Regions from separate parts of the Mus musculus genome. Here region 1 is linked to region 2. Evidence: chromatin contacts called from public Hi-C data. All regions are on one chromosome and are shown on one strand. Each heading gives the region's core, a stretch centred on a gene start, on an enhancer-like site or on the middle of the called end of the contact. The rest is flanking DNA. Distances are from core to core; before and after follow the strand shown.

The links. Hi-C and Micro-C count contacts between places; a contact is called where the count stands out from the background.
Region 1: a contact with region 2 is called in a Hi-C map of uterus, with 5 times the contacts expected there. The contact joins two enhancer-like sites.

The regions. Positions count from the first base shown.
Region 1 is chr6:141,379,778-141,383,211 of GRCm38.p6, forward strand. The region is part of intron 1 of Pde3a (phosphodiesterase 3A, cGMP inhibited); the gene reads left to right. Among named protein-coding and RNA genes, the nearest start is that of Gm10400, 41 kb to the left of the region's middle. Within about 2 kb of position 1,959, at least 53 of the 459 cell types and tissues checked have an H3K27ac peak or open chromatin away from gene starts, as enhancers often do. A contact at or near this core is called in uterus, where this site is marked.
Region 2 is chr6:141,040,790-141,043,990 of GRCm38.p6, forward strand. Gm30524 (a long non-coding RNA gene) reads left to right here. Exons shown (of 4, transcript XR_869563.2): 3 at 1,240-1,374; 4 at 1,505-3,201. Among named protein-coding and RNA genes, the nearest start is that of Gm30524, 87 kb to the left of the region's middle. Within about 2 kb of position 1,317, at least 40 of the 459 cell types and tissues checked have an H3K27ac peak or open chromatin away from gene starts, as enhancers often do. A contact at or near this core is called in uterus, where this site is marked.

The sequences.
Region 1 (3,434 bases), core at 709-3,208, 340 kb after region 2:
AAAGAGACCAAAAGGAACTGGAACACTGATGTGTTCTTCATTAGCACATTCCTGAAGCCCCAGCCGGTGCTCCTGGTAGACCCACCTTTGGATGAGATTAAACCTTCTCCCAATAGCATCACAGGCCCAGGCCACTCCAGTTGCACACTAGAGGACAGGGTAGTATAGACATGATAAACTTCACTGCCTTGCAAGCTAGTGTATGCATACCACCCTAACACACAGAAGGCTGAGAGTTGCCTCTATGGTTCGACTATTTCAGGGAAAAAATTACCCACTTTACAAAATATTTCTATGCTTTTCTTGGAAGGTGTTATTAGATTCTTGGCTGGGTGTTCTCACATGTGCTGCGAGGAGTATGCTAGGAGTCTCTCGGTTGCAGGGGAGGGAGAGAAGATTTGGCAAGACCAGGAGAATATAAAACAAGAGTAAAGAAGCATAGCTTTGTTTGTTGGTGCAGTCAACTGTAGAAGAGCAACCCTTCTGTCTCTGAAGATGAAAAAGCACTGAAACAGACTCAGGGTCTCTGTTCGTGGTAGAAGAAACCTTGGATGCTGGCATCAATTTAGAACAAAGATAATTACTAATAAAAACGTGAAACAATCATAGCTAACTTTCCTTTCTCCTCTCAACTGGTACAAAAATAATTCCTTGGCATTTCTGTAAGGATGGAGACATTGCAATGTAGTCAACATGTGCAGTTTCGAGCTTCTTATACTTTGGCTTATGCCCGTAGCAGGAATCTTCACCTCTTATGTCCTGGGCCTCTCCCATCTTCCTCTGGCTGCAAGGTCTCTGTGAGCAACTCTGTTGGGTCTCATCTAGAGGCTTTGAGGCTTTCTTTGACCAGCCAGTATTCTTTCTTTCTTATTGAGATGGCTTTGTATTTTTCTTTTTACAAATTACATTTATTTATTGAAAAGGTTCCTACATGTATACAAGGTGTTTTGATCTTAGTTGCTGTTCCCTACCGTCTCTGCCCAAATCCCTCTCTCCCACTAGGAATCACCATCCTTTTCCCCTCCTGTCTTGCCTACATTGAAATTTTCTGAAAGTTCATCTGTGCATAAGTTTCCATACTGTAACCAGGAACTTAAAAGTCACTGGAAAATTGGCATTCATATCAAATGAGTTTGTTGTGATGAAAGCAAGACAACAGAGGGAATTGAATAACGGCCTGTGTACCGAGCCTTCTGGACCTCTAAGCATCTGGAAGAACAGCCTAAGGCTCTGCAGATGATCTAAAACCCACTTAATAGGTTTATAATGAGGCATGTGGTTCTTGTGGGAGTAGAGGCGGCTCAGGAAACGCTATCGTCCACTCTGCTTTTGAAAACATTTAATGCCATTTACTGTAGCACTGTTCTTCAAGTGATTTCATGCTCAGCTTTACTGACTCGTATTTTATGTCAGCTTGAGTTTGTATTAATAGGACGAGATTCGGCACTGCTGCCTCTGAGGCTCTCCGCGAAGCCAGCCGCAGAGCTCTCGAGATGTACTCACATATTAATCTAACTAGGAAACATTTTCTTTGTGTTTTTACCAGGATGGATACGATGGCGGGTGCATAATTAAATACCAAACGTTTGCAAAGATGCATGTTTTACTGTTTTACCCTTTCTGATTAGATAGCCAGGAGGGTTAGCTGAGTGTTTCTAATCTTATATTTGCTGATAATGTTTACATAACCTCATGCTTGTCCCTGCCCTCTCTTTCCTTCTCTTAGTAATGAAAACATTGCTTCTGGCATTAGGCGGGGGCCAGATAAATAGAGGCTGTGAGCACTGTGCAGTATTCCTTTCCATCCCCGTCAGTCCTCCCCTCTCCAACTCTGCCTTTCTTGGCATCTTTCTGTTCTCTGTTTGTCAGAGTTCTCACTGTGACGTAAAGGCCTCGCAGAGAGTGACCCCCGAGGCAAACCTGTAAAACATTATACAACTCGAGTCAAGGCTCCTCTTAGCACTGCAGCTGGCCCAGCACTGACATATGGCAGCAAGCATATTTTAAAAAGAAGACATGGCTTGACAAAGAACATAGTCTCTTGCAGAAAGGTTTACGCTGGCACTCCTTGCTGTTTATAATACCCGATGCCAGGGGCAAGACTCCTTTCCTCCCATTATATCATTATTTTACTGTTTAAGCCCATCACTTCATATGGGAGATGGCTGACTAAAATGTAGAAGCAGACATTTTGTGTTTGTGTGTGTAACTTTAAAGTGAAAAAAGTCTACAGTCACAATATTTTTCAGATTCTACCCGGCCAGCTGGTGGTGTTCTGGCGTCTGATGGGAAGGGAGGGTGTCTGTGAGGACAGACCCATGCTCTAGAGCAGGACTTGAAAAATAGGACATACCTGAGCTATTCCCCCACACTTCAGAGCACCTCTGCTTCCACTCCATTCCTACCTTTGAAACCCAGCATCTGGCTTCATGGAGGATATGGGAGCGTTCTGTGGTTTGAATGGCACGGATAATGGTGGTGAATAGTGCACTATGGTGCACACTTATAGTGGCATTTGGGTTGTTGGCCCTGGATCAGTAGTGACTCCTTGGATCAGAGTCATAGTCAACCACACAGAAGATCTAGAAGCCAACCAGGATTAGTGAATTAGAATCCCATTTACTGCTATAGGGATTCTCTGTTTCCATTTAAACGACTCCTTCTTTTGTGATTGATGTTTTAGTGTTTGAGATGCCGATATGTCCGTTATCTTTCTGGGTCCTGCTGTATCTGTAGTAATTTAATAATGAGACATTGCTCGTTAAGGTACATTGATAGATACAAGCCAATTTACAACTGAGGCCACAGAGGAAGGAAAAGATATCTGACCTCCCTAAACTCATTTTTATGGTAGTGCAACCGGAGCTGGGATTTTAACATCCCACAAACTGATGCTAACAACACATTTGTGAACACTATGATAGAACAAACCGAGTGGAACCCGAGGTGTGCTTTTATAGAAGGAACTGCTGTGAACTCCACAGCTTTGGAATTGATCTGGCTGGGGTGAACAGGAGTGAAGAAATGACAGGCACCCATACAGAGCAGAAGGGATGGTGTGAGCTATGGACTGTGATGGAGACACAGCAGCAGCAGTCAGGAAACTCAGTGCATGTATCAGCTACAGCATCAGGGAGGAGGTGGGGTGAGACGTCTCTGAAGAGATGTGGTCTCAGGTTGTAGTCAACATCCTGGATGAGGAAGCTGCAGTTGATACTGCACACACTGCCTTTAGTGAAAGGTTAATTATTTGTCAGCATCTGTACTCTGAGGGGGGTAGGCATTGTCATTCTGAGCCTGACTCAGGGAAGGCCTGTCCATTTCCATGGGTCAGAGACATTGGTGTCCTTATCATGGCCATGTTCTTGTTAGTAATACACATTCATTCAAGACCTTTTAGCTCCCCACAAAGAACATACTATTCATGTACAATA
Region 2 (3,201 bases), core at 67-2,566:
TCCACTTAGATTTGACCTTAGTACAAGTAGATAGGAATGGATCAATTCTCATTCTTCTACATGATAACAACCAGTTGTGCCAGCACCATTTGTTGAAAATGCTGTCTTTCTTCCACTGAATGGTTTTAGCTCACTTGTCGAAGATCAAGTGACCATAGGTGTGTGGGTTCATTTCTGGGTCTTCAATTCTATTCCATTGGTCTACTTGTCTGTCTCTATACCAGTACCATGCAGTTTTTATAACAATTGCTCTGTAGTAAAGCTTTAGGCCAGGCATGGTGATTCCACCAGAGGTACTTTTATCCTTGAGAAGAGTTTTTGCTATCCTAGGTTTTTTGTTATTCCAGATGAATTCGCAGATTGCTCTTTCTAATTCGTTGAAGAATTGAGTTGGAATTTTGATGGGGTTTGCATTGAATCTGTAGATTGCTTTTGGCAAGATAAGCTCAATATTTTTTAATTTTACATCTACTTATTTTCACACACACACACACACACACACACACACACACACACACACACACACACACGAGGTGCCACAGTACGTGTTACAGGAGTCAGTTCTCTCATTTTGCCATGTGAGTTGAACTCAGGCCATCAGTCTTGGTAGCTAACACCCACTGATCCATCCGTCTCACTGGACCCAAGCTCTGTTAACTTCTGATGGGTGTCACAGGGCTGAATGGGAGTTTAGTCACGGACATCCAGGCGTCTGTCCTCCTTCAGTGTGTTTTCCTCTGATGCTGGCTGGGCATTGGATACAATCACTGTTTGTAGGGAAGGAGGATGGCCTGGAGCCTGCACTGTTCGGTTTTCTGGTCTGGTTTTCCGCTGTCACCCACACCCACATCAGTAGCTGAGCAATCTGTATCTTATCAGTACAGCTATGCAGCTTATCTGAGGACAGCCAGAGAGTGAGGAGAGCATTGCCAGGAAAAAAAAATTATACTTTTAGATTAATTCTCTCTTGGAAAACAAAAACAAAACAACAGAAGTTCATTATTCACAGCCAGGGAATCCAAATTCCAGAAATTTGGCCATACTGGGCGGGGAAATGGGGTGTGGGTGGGGGAGGCAGGTTTTAGCTTCCACTGACCTACTCTGGGAATGTCCTCAGTAGAGTTGCTTCTGGGAGAGACAGATTTTCGCTAGACATGTGTTACATTTAACATGGTGAAAACAGGGTGTAAACCTTTGTATCCTATTCTTCCTGCTGGATGCACTCCTTTTGTTTTGAAGGAGTAAATGCTAACAGTTACCACACAGCTGCTTGTGCAAACTATAGACGATAGAGTCTGGAGTTCGGCAGACCAGCCAAAACGCCACGGTTGCCTCCTGATGACCTACATCTGCTCTCTGCCTGGAGCCAATAATGTGAGTGAGTCAGAGATAAACATGCCTCTTCGGTCAACAGCAGCCCCTTTCCCTTCATTTTAGGGATGGCTGGGACGTTAGCGCTAAGACAGTGTAATAAATATGTATTTTTTTCTTTCGTTGCCTAAAGGCAAGCAGTATTTTCATCACGAAGCATCTAGAGAGAAAAGATTTCACAACTTCCTAGAGCACATTCAAGCTCCCACTGTGTCCTCTGGCGCCATCGATAAATCCCTCTTATTCGTCTGACTTCAGCCTGCGCACCACAGAGGTGGGTATAACTCTCCCTCCCTGCCCTTCGTGTTGTAACTGACTGTGAAGTCACAGCTGGCATGGGGTTTCCAAAAGCATCACAGCCCAGCAAAATGGCTGGGAGAGTAGACCCTTGCTGCCAAGCTAGATGACCTGAGTTTGTTCTCTGGGAACCATGTGATGAAAGAAAATATAAAACTGACTACTAAGGGTTGTTCTCTGACCACCACATGCATACTGTGGTACACATGTGTGCACACATTCGCAGAGTAAGTAAATAATTGTAACTAAAATTTGAAATGTAATGACCAGAGGTGTTTCCTCATGCCTGCAATTCAAGCACCCAGGAGGCAGAGGCAGGAGGATTGTTAAGAGGTTAAATTTAGCTTGGGCTTACATACATATTGAGTTTAAGGCACGTCTCGGCAACTTTCTAAGACACTGAAAAAACACTGTGAAAATCATGAAGATGTATTTGCAAATGAGATAAAGAGGGCTAATGCTGGTAACTTAACTGTATGAAAATACTGTTTACATATGTGTTGTCCTCAGATGTGCACAGATAAGCTCTGACATCTGTAAGTACTTAGGCAGAACACAAACGAATGAACAAACAAACAAACAAACAAAAACTACCAGTTTTGTTTTGTTTTTGTTTTGTTAAGAAATTTACTTAGCACTTTAAAATTTTAGCTAGACTTTTAACTGAAACAAAATCTTAAAAAAATTACACATTCTTATTGGACACACTGGGGTAGGTGTACATTGTGTGTTCATTGAATAAGTAAACACATTTGTGCCCTCAAATGCTTGTCATTTCTTGGGACACATTCAAAGTCTCTCTCATAGGTTTTGAGAGTATGGTACATTGTGTCTCTATGTGGTTGCCTGACGTGCAATACCAGAGTGTCTGATTCCTATCTAACTCAGTCCCCACTGATCATCCTTTTCCTCCTCCCTCATGTCCCCAGTCTCCTGTCACTACCATCCCACTCCCGATCTCTATGGCATCCACTGACTTTCTGATATTCTCTGTGAGGGAGCCACACAGTCCCATCTCTCTGTGCCCAACAGTTTCATTTAGCTTAACTGCTTGCGGTTTCATACACGCTGCAAATCACGGGGTTTTATTCTTCTTTTTATGGCCAAACAGAAGTCCATTGTGATTGCTTACCACATTTTCTTTAACTATTCCTCCACTGATAGACATGAAGTTTGTTTCTGTTTGTTGGCTATTGTAGACTTTGCATTGTTTATGCTCCCTGGAGCTGACAGAATACTGCGCTCTTGGACATGCTATAATCATAAGTGTGAACACTGTGGCCAGGAAAAGGTCCAGGCTTAGCTCTTTTCCTCTAAAGTCATAACTTCAGAGAAGCATTCAGAAAATCTGAAACCAAGGTCTATCCACATTAGTGCAGAATACTAGTCACCACACAGTATAAAGCATTACCCCGTGGAAATGAGATTTTATGAATTTGTGGTCAATTTTATGTTGCAGTGATTGTCATACTTTTTGGTGTTTTGTGATGTATTTTGTGACTGTGAGATTGTTTTTGCCTTCCTCCCCTTCAT